2 separate regions of the Gasterosteus aculeatus genome follow, and region 1 is linked to region 2. A link is a contact called in public Hi-C data. All regions are on one chromosome and are shown on one strand. Each heading gives the region's core, a stretch centred on a gene start, on an enhancer-like site or on the middle of the called end of the contact. The rest is flanking DNA. Distances are from core to core; before and after follow the strand shown.

Region 1 (5,026 bases), core at 343-2,842, 33 kb after region 2:
AATGACCCCCCACTGACACGTAGATGACATGGCAGGAATATGTTCGTGCTGCTGTTCAAAGGTGGATGAATTTAGACTGAACGCAGCATCGGCCGACCATTCTCACTGGTTTTCGGACTACCAACCGACCCTGTTAGTTTCATCCCGTGTTAGTGTCTCACTGCCTGGAAATGGAAAATCTTAGTGTCTCACTACTAAAGAAACCTAAACGTGTGATTTGAGTGAATGATGCTGAAAAAATGCTGTGTAGTGATGTTGAGATTTGAATGGCATGAAAAGTGTTTTTTCCCCCCAAAAGCCAGACCCCCTTTTCTGTTTTCAATACAGGGAACACGACGAGTGTGACTAACACTGAATTATCATTCAGCCTAATATGACTCCACCATGTAGCATTTGAGTCACACGTGAAGCTCTCTCCCGTATTTAAGATCCTTGTGTCTAGTAAACATATTATTACTCAAGATCGTTTTCATATTTATTTGTAAAATGTGCATTTAACTGCTAAATGTGACACAGCAGATGCACACACATATTACTTTGTGACGACAAACTCTAGTTCACTCACTTGTGTTTCTGTTATTTGGCATAATTTGGATGATTTGTTCTTTTGTAGCAATGGAGACAGACGGCCAACTTCAAATGGAGGAATGTGAGTTGGAGTGTTTGCAGTGTTTTGGGTGGTGGTTAAAGACTGTGAAAAACTTTCAGCAGCAGGATTTGTTGATGCTTCTTCCCATGTACATTTTGTTTTTTTGGACTGCAGAGAAAGTTAAGTTAAATGAGCTGATAGTCGTCCACAACTAATATATATAATTCTGTGCTGCTGCTCAATTTGATATTAAATGGGAATTTAACAAGTATCTTTCATTTATAAATTAAAGAATTTGATATTATATTCATTTATAAATGAAAGATACTTAATAAAGAATTCATGCTGAGTGAGATGAACGTCAAGGATGGTTCAAAGTTTCTTTAATGAACACAGATCTCACTGGGACACCTAAATGTTTTGCCTTTATAAAAGCAAATATTCTATATGCAAAATCTAACGATTGACACCTCATTTCTTCTGATTTATTTGATCCTCAGTTGTTGAGTTTTTCACTCTTATTCTTACATTTGTCCATTTGGCATTGTGTTAAAAGTTGTACTGTATTTACAGTACACATGATTTAAAAAGTCGGTATAATAATAATAAGCAGGTACCACTGAATGTGGATCAACACTCTCTGCTCTGAAACCTTTTCAGTCTCAGTGCATTTGTGACAGAAAATGTGTACTCAGTTACCATCTTGTGGCTGATTTGTGAACAGCAACAGCTTGTTCAATTTGAGCATAAGGCATCATGAATTTACTGTCACTCAGGTAGAAAACAAGAAAAAAAAACACACCTTGTTTTTATTTTGGTCACAATGTGGTTCCGACAGCTGCGGTCAAAATGTTTTCACATGACAAGATGGTGATTGTGCACACGAGAACCCCCCACGCCGACAAACAGCTTCTCCTGACTCAACTTCACGGCCAACCGCAGCACGCTGAACCGACCATTTCTCACCGCGGCTGCTGACCTTCCCGTGCTTTCCGTCTTTTCTTTCCTTGTATCGCCTCAGAGCCCACAGGCCGTCAGCCAGCAGGCCTGCACCGGGAGGGGGGCGACCCAAACCTGCACCCAAACCCAAACCCCAGGTGCCCCAGTGCAGAGCGCTATACGCCTACGACGCTCAGGACACGGACGAGCTCAGCTTCAATGCCGAGGAGCTCATCGATATCATCAAAGAGGGTGAGGTGGCTCGCTGCTCGATCCGCGCGGCGTCGCAGCGTTACTTGAACGTTTTCGCGTCCGATATCACCTTGAAACGGGCCTCTAATGCCGTCGTGTGTGTTGGACAGATGCATCCGGCTGGTGGACGGGGCGACTTCGTGGAAAACAGGGACTTTTCCCCAACAACTACGTCACCAAAGTCTAGAAGCTGGCGGTTTACAGCTGGAGGAGGAGAGGCTGCTGCATCCCCACTGACACTCTTAAGAGGACGTGATGGGGATCGACCGGGAGGAGGGAGGAGCACCGCCAAGACTCCTTGAGGAGAGAAACTCACACTCATTTATCCGCGGGTGACACCGAGAAGGGTGTTTGAGCCTGTGGTCCGTTCTCCTCCACGGCCCCTTTTCAGTACTGAACAAACACTATTTATTGTATTTATAGCCTTCTGTTTCCTTACTGTCATTTATACCTTGCTGAGGATTTGAGCTCCAACATTTTGGAAGCGTTGGAATGAAGTATACTTAATCTGTGGGATCAGGATGTGATTTATATTTTCAGAGGAAGGTTCGATTGCTGAATCGAAGGCGATCGCCTCAGTGGCAAAACTGAAGCAACTTCTGCTTTACCAGGAATATTTATTGTGGTGAAAATCTGTAACTTACGTACAGGGGACGGCGTCTAGGCAAATCATCACACTGTGATCTACAATGATTTTAAATACCAAAGCTGTAACAATTTTAGTAGGTCTGGAAAAACACCTGGTCAAGTGGTGAAATACCTGGAGAACCATCCTCACCTTTTGTTTTTTTTCTGTCACACCAGTATATTTTAGACAGACAGAGAAGGAGCGATGTAATCTGTAACCCAAGCATGCAGTCTGTGGTGTATTAGCACTTTATTGGTACAGGTACTACCTTGGACACTCGTTCATGCCACGGCCGGTAAGTCATGTCTATGAAGGAAAAGTTGTAAAGAGAAGAAAGATGAGTTACTGAGCAGAATAATTCGTTTACATGAAATTATAAAAAAAAGGCATTTTGAATCTGATTCTGTATATGTGTTCATTTTTTAAGAGTACGCCTATTGTTGTGGTTTTAAATGAATCGGTTTTTATATTTTCTTCGAAGGATCTTAGTATTCAAATTGTTTTGCTTTTCATACGGCTGCTTTATTTCTGGTTCAGCCACAGATTGAATATAATGGTTAACGGATTAGGGTGAATGAGTTTTTGTTCAAATACAAGTTTTGGTGGCACTACAAATAATTCCTTTTGCTTCTGCACATCTTTTGCACTGCTGTTGGATTACTTAAACATTCCTTCATATTTTCTTAAACAAATAACCACATAATGCTCGTCAGTAAAAACAGACACCTTGGACTTGGACTGTCAGATATGGTTTGATCTTGGATGATTGATATCATCCTTGTGCAATACAAAAAAGTGGATGAGTATTTTAATAAAGCATGTAATATTGTCTTTGAATGTTTTTTTAATTTGTCCAGAACCCATCAAATGAATTATCAATAGGATATTTATGTATTTTACCATATTTACATACCATCCGGCCGTTACGGAGAGCATCAGTTCAGGCTACTCTAACAGACCAGAGCAGAGGAAAGAGAATTTTTATTTTATTTAGATACTTGTGTTTATAGGTGTTTTTTTTACACGTAATAAATTCATTTAACTGTTCAAATATACATTCTGAATAGTTAAATGTCCTTACTTAGATCCATGATAAACAATGGGATTTTCTTAAAGCCGGTTTCCCAACACGGTGAAAAAACTATTATTACATTGTTTTGTCCAGAATAGTGTTTCTATGCTTTTTTGGGACTAAACATCAAAGTAAAGACCAAAACTTCGGGGGGGAATGAATACGGCAGAATATATTTTTCTCACCAAGGTAAAGGCCTCACTAACAAAAAACACAGATGCCCCTTTTCATGGAAGACATTCCGTCACGCCACTGCAGGAAAACGCAGGTGTAAGTAATGAAAGTAACGGCCATGAGACCACCTGCTTTGCAGCCATCCTCAGTAATGATTTTGACACCTGTACTTTTTATTATACAAAAGCAATCTAATTATTATTCATTTGATGTCTGCGATTATAACCCAGCCTGCAGCAGGTTATCATCACATTTGTTCATATTTCCTAAACCTCACTAAATAATTGTTTAGTAGGAGGAGATAACATTACTTAGTCAGTAAAAAGAAACACAGTGCTTTTTGAGGGCAGAATATAGTTGTATATTTACGATGTTTTCGATTTTATGGTCCAGCTGCTCGAGTCTTCTGCGCTCCGCTGGAATCTAATGTCCGCAGGAGGTACTGCACCCGATCTTATTTATGGACTTATTTGCATTCCTCAGTCAGTAAGACTCTGAACTCTTTCCATGAATCCTGTTTGAACATCTGAACTGGACTGTCACCTTCATTTCACCTCAAAAAGTGACGTTTGATGCAACCCTTGAATCCTTTCCTCTGTTCAGTGGTTGCTACAGATATAATTAAAAATTAACAGTTTTATTTGACCATTTTCAAAATTCATTTACATATTAAATCCTGCTTCCAAATGGATCATTTTATAATGAAAATACATACATGTTAACAAAGACTGGAACTGAAATTGAGTCTTAAAAAGTACAACTGAGAAAAAAGAATAATATTCTACAAAATAAGTGTAAACTCTATTTTTCTCTCACGGGTAACTCTTAAAAATGTAATGACTCTGATCATTTACAGCCCTTATTTAGACAAAGCTCATTTGTATCTTTAAACTGATTCCAATGTGTTGAAGTGTTCTCATGATCGTCCATCAAGAACCCAACATTCACTCAAACAGGACACCAGAGAAAAGACTCAATTAAGAGTTATCCAAGTTTATTATTATCTTTTAAACTAATATAAATCCCACCGAATATGATCCTGGTGCTGTATTCCGGCATGGATACCTGCTTTAAGTACTGCATTTCAACACTCAATTCAAAATATCTTTTTTTGTCTTTTTAAATATTCATCAGAGTGGAAACACATGGACTCAGTTATAGTCACAACTATTCTCCTGCCCTTTTCTCTCTTGTGCAAGTCTATGCGAGTAAGTTAATCAACAGTATTAGTGTTTTCCTTTCAGCAGCAGCAGCCAAAAAAGACGCCGCAGCTCAACTACGGAGAGACAAAAGGGAGGGAGGATAAAATGGTTTTAAGTGTGAGAACAAGCAGTAGAGAATTATTCCAAATTGAGCTGAGTATTTCCCCGCA
Region 2 (4,722 bases), core at 1,822-4,321:
GCGAGCCTTCTGTAAAGTTACCGTCAGTCCTTAGCCGAGTAAATCCGACACGTCCGTGTGTAAAACACTCATCGAGGCAGCCCGGGCCGGCGGCCGCACTCCTCCATGACGATTAGCGGCTAAGTAGCAGATTACGCTCGCGGGCCGAGGAGTTGACAGAAGTTGCCGTTGAGACGTTGCTGTTAGCTTGGTTAGCCCGGCTAGCACGGAGTAACGTTATTATACCAAGTGTAGAAATACTGTTCCCACGCAAAGATGAAGAAAAATAAACGATTTTTTTTATAAAAGTGAGATATGTCCGAAACTTTTCTTTCCGCGTGTTACGGTGATAGTTGGTCTCGGTGACTTCCTGAATATCTGATTAATTCAGCCAAACGCACTACCTGATGCTGCGAAGGACTCAACGGCCATGTTTATAACAAGCAGCCGTCCAGCCCGACTTCCGGCCTCCGCTGCCGAGCTCCGTTTCAGTGCCGAGATGTTACTTTCATCCAACTTTCTATGAAGCCCTACAGAACACCGGGGTACTCTGTATTATTACAACAAAATGCCCCCCTACGACTATACGTTGTAGTAAATATTGATAACCTTGTCATTTGATGTTTAAAATACCGATTTTTGTGTTGACATGGATCGAGGGCACCACTCAAGGACTACAACTCCCATGAGACACTGCAGTTTACGGGCGTGAGTCGGTCGGCTTATATGTTTGTTTATTTATCTTTGGGGGAATAACTTAATTTCACAAGTATATAAGTATTACTGGTAGGACAAAAACGTAATATTATGCCTTCACGATGTATTTCATTTAACATGTTCTAAATAAAATACGATGTGAGTCAAATCCATTTATATACAGGTACAGGGATGCAAATCATTACAACCAGAGTAATAAATACAGGAAGTGTGCATGGGACATGGTTTATGACGTTTATTGAGAACGTTTATCGATCAATGTGTTTATCTATTTATCTTTGTCTAAATCTAGGCTTCTTCGAACAACATTAGTACCTACAATTAAAATATTACAATAAATAAATTATGTTTTCACTTTATGGTGATAGGCCTAAAAGGAACAGGATATTTTAAGTCCACCAGAAATACATTTATTCTGTCCACAGTGTGGCGCTATTGATCAATATAGGACATCTTTGGCCTGTATGTATGATCTGGAAAGTTTTTATCATGATCAATGAAAAATATGTTTAACTTTTGCATTAACGTGATTTGAAGGTGGTGAGATGATCTAGCAGAGGGCAACGGATGGCTTTACAGAATATATATTTTTTAATCCTAACATTTAAAAAGAATGAACTGTCTCTGAATCAGAATCATTTATTGCACCCCCACAAACAAGGAATTTGGTGATTGGCGCATAACAACAAAGACAGTAGAATACCCTGACACATCATTTAAAAATAGACAATGAAATAAATTGTAAACCAACAAACAAATATGTTAAATATATGTTAGTATGTTACAACACATATTTTATAAAGGTGAAGTGCCTATAGTTATCATAAGTGTTCGAGTCAGTGGGACCAGTGCATGTTATTATCTTACAACTAAAACCTTGGACTATGCTCACATGCCCGTTGAAACTGATTAAAAAATGTCCTCATTTCTGCGTTGTTCTATAGAGGCCACTGGGTGGAGACAATATACTGCAACAACCGGCTTAAAGGTTGATAAATCATACATCTTTTTTACAACAGCTCACCTGGTTTGCTGGTGTTGCTTGCCAGACTAGTTTGTCAATATTTGAAAACGCCATTACCGGGCAGTAGCAGGCCAGTTCAGGCCTCCACAACTGAGTCCAAATTATGTTCCGGTGAACATTTCACATTGTTTTCAATATTTATCTTACATGTAAGTACAATTTTTAAACTACATTTAGAATAGAATTCGGATAGGAATACAGGACACACACACTCACGCACGCACATACAATGTGTCTACTGCCTTCAGAGGCAGCCTGTTAGACGGGTTACACCCAGAGAGTGCCCCCCCCCCCCTCCCCCCCCTCCAACATAATTTCAAGGCAAGCCTCAGTCTGGCTGGAGAGCGGTTGTGAGAAGTGGATACCAGTGTCACACATACACTTCAAAAGAGCTGTCGCTTCAGAAGGCTTATGAGTTGCATTTTTGTTTTGTTTCAGCGGTTGTTAGGACTGAATTAGTGCACAAAATGTGTGGGCTACCTTTTGCAAAAAAATGTAATTCATCAAAAGAGCATTTAAAACCACATAGGAACGGACAGTCAAAGGACACAAACTGGATGAGAATGATACAGAGACACCGAGTCACTTGAATGCTTTCGTCTGTCAATTCAGTTTAAGTGATCAATCCACATGCACCATGTTAAAAGGATATTTTGGATGAACATCATGTCAGTTGCAACTAAACGTGATTTCTCAACCTTCACTGAACCTGGTGGTGGGCATCCCGTCATGCCTGTATTCATGTATCTACAGTTAGTGTATTTGTAGTGGTGGTGATCATATATAACATTTCATTTCACCTCAAATGTTATGGTGTTATATGAGGTGTTTACATGAAACAAATAATAACCCGTAACTGTGGCGTCATAATATGTGTTAATAGGTTATTCAACTGTAGTAAGACGGCAAAGAAGGCCCAGGTAGAAAATACGCTGCCCGTCACAGACTTAACCTGAAGAAAGCTCAAATAAATCATTGCTAGCATATAAATTACATTTGAGAGCACCAAAAAAAAGACATATGTGCAAGAATGCCATATAAACCTGAAATGGGTGGTTTATCATTGGACACGAGAGAAAGCCCTGTGGAACAACACAAACAATTAAAGGAAAGTGCTTTTATTGTTAGATTTGACAATGTTACCCACATTGATGCGCTTCATAATGGACCCCGTTCAGGTTAAAATGTATTTTAGTCCGTTGTTGTGAAGTCCTAACGCCGCGCATGCGCAGTGGCTCCCCTCCCCTCCCACCACCTCATGAATATTTAATCGCCTCCGCGCGCAGTGTCGTCTGATTGGACGAGTGTCCGCGTGTTGTGTTTCTCGGTGTTTGAGCTCTGCTCCGCCGCTGTCAGCCTCAGATCCGTCTGGACAATGGACGGAGGACACCGCTGAGGACACATGCGTCCATACTTCCTGGAGTTTATCGGGAATATCGTCTTTTTAACTCTGGATTTTGTCCTCTGGATTTAGGTTTAAGAATTGGAGCGGTTTTCTTTTCTTTTTTAAACTGTGTGAACTTCAGTGAGGCCTTACGAGATCACGCAGAATACGACGGAGAAGACTGCGCCAGCGTTGAGTTGAAGGCAAGAGGATGGTGAGTTATATTTGCACCGGCTCGTATTGTTTGATACCATGAGCTCATCCTTAAGTAGAATTTTCAATATGATATATATATATAGGTATTTTATTCAGTTTCTATATATTTTTACTTATTTTTTTTTTTTTAACGTTTACTTTAGTTTACGTATACTTCCCCCATGGCCCTGTTGATACATTAACCATTAACTCTATTTCTGTCGCTTTACGAGACAGTTTGGTTGATTGTTGTTTTGAGGAAAGCGTCATTTATTGTGTTTCGTTTAATTATTCACAATACATTCTTCCAGTTGTATTCCCGATTCCATCATCGATCCACAATCAGTAAAATTCTCCTCTGTCTGTCTCTGACTGTCTCCTCCTCTGTCTTCATCCCGCCGGTCCCTCTGATGGTAGACGTGTAATGGGGAACTGTGAAAGTAATTACACGACAATGACCCACGGCTTGTGATGGTGACACCCAGAGAGGATGCAGAGTCACCTGAAACATTTTTCATTAGGTGCAGCCTTTTCTTTAAAACTGGTTGGTGGATAGGTGGAGCGTGGGTTCTGCATGTGTGCAGCATTGTTGTTTTGTGTGTGTGTGTGTGACTGAGCATGACATGGAGACAGGTTTTTCCTGGTTACTGAATGCTGTCCCTGGAGCAGACGCCTAGAGCCAAGTTGTGTGTCTTTTGAGCTTGTGTTTCCTTGTTGTCGTATTTGACAACAACTCCTCAAGCGTCAGTCTTCTGCGACATAATTTCTGATGATGGCTGATGAACATAACAATACAGCTGTGATGAAGCCTTTTTTTTATAACATATTAATATGTGATAGACCATATGAATGCTTCTTTGTTATCAGAGACTTCCCTATTTACTAAACATATGAGTTTGATTCAGGCTTTCATTTGCCTTAAGGAATATAAAGAACATTTGTTTGCATCATTGCAGCTTCCAATCTGTTTCTCTGGTCACGTACACACAAGCATTTTCTATTCAAAACAGGACCAAGACCTGCTAGCCTTCTGCTATCCATGGGCTTGTATTGAGCCCGTCGTTTGTGTTGCCTAGAGACAAACAAAAAGGACAAAGGTTGCATGCAGTCAGGAGAGCAAAATATTTGCACTTGAGCTGAGATGTAATGCTTTTCTGCCACATTCCCGCTTTAATTCTGCATTTTCTTTCCGTGAGATAACTTAAAACACTCTTCAGCTATGACATGAATGAAATGATTTTGAGAATGTCCTGTAAAAAAACGGTCAAACGTCTATTGCAGGATTTGAAACAAAGCGAGTGTCATCAGTCATAGAGAGTATCGGCCATTGCAGGGAGCAAAGAGGGAGAAAAGTGTCTGGTTGTCATCCTAACTGTCTGGAATAGCAGACACCAGCAATGCTCACTAGTTCTTTCTCTTCCAG

What was found. A called contact is a pair of places that touch in the nucleus more often than the background predicts.
Region 1: a Hi-C map of tail fin shows a contact between it and region 2, with 4 times the contacts expected there. The contact joins the enhancer-like site here to the promoter of myo1ea in region 2. A contact is called at or near these places in 5 of 6 Hi-C or Micro-C datasets (liver, skeletal muscle, tail fin and 1 more).

The regions. Positions count from the first base shown.
Region 1 is chr12:12,739,404-12,744,429 of fGasAcu3.hap1.1, forward strand. myo1ea (myosin IEa) reads left to right here. Exons shown (of 28, transcript XM_040161988.2): 27 at 1,611-1,780; 28 at 1,891-3,239. The coding sequence ends at 1,967. It overlaps rnf111 (ring finger protein 111), which reads right to left. Exons shown (of 14, transcript XM_078084825.1): 14 at 4,632-5,026. Among protein-coding and RNA genes, the nearest start is that of rnf111, 24 kb to the right of the region's middle. Within about 2 kb of position 1,593, at least 1 of the 9 cell types and tissues checked has open chromatin away from gene starts, as enhancers often do.
Region 2 is chr12:12,704,644-12,709,365 of fGasAcu3.hap1.1, forward strand. It overlaps myo1ea (myosin IEa), which reads left to right and starts at 3,072. Exons shown (of 28, transcript XM_040161988.2): 1 at 3,072-3,318. The coding sequence starts at 3,316. It overlaps mtmr10 (myotubularin related protein 10), which reads right to left and starts at 654. Exons shown (of 16, transcript XM_040203016.2): 1 at 1-654.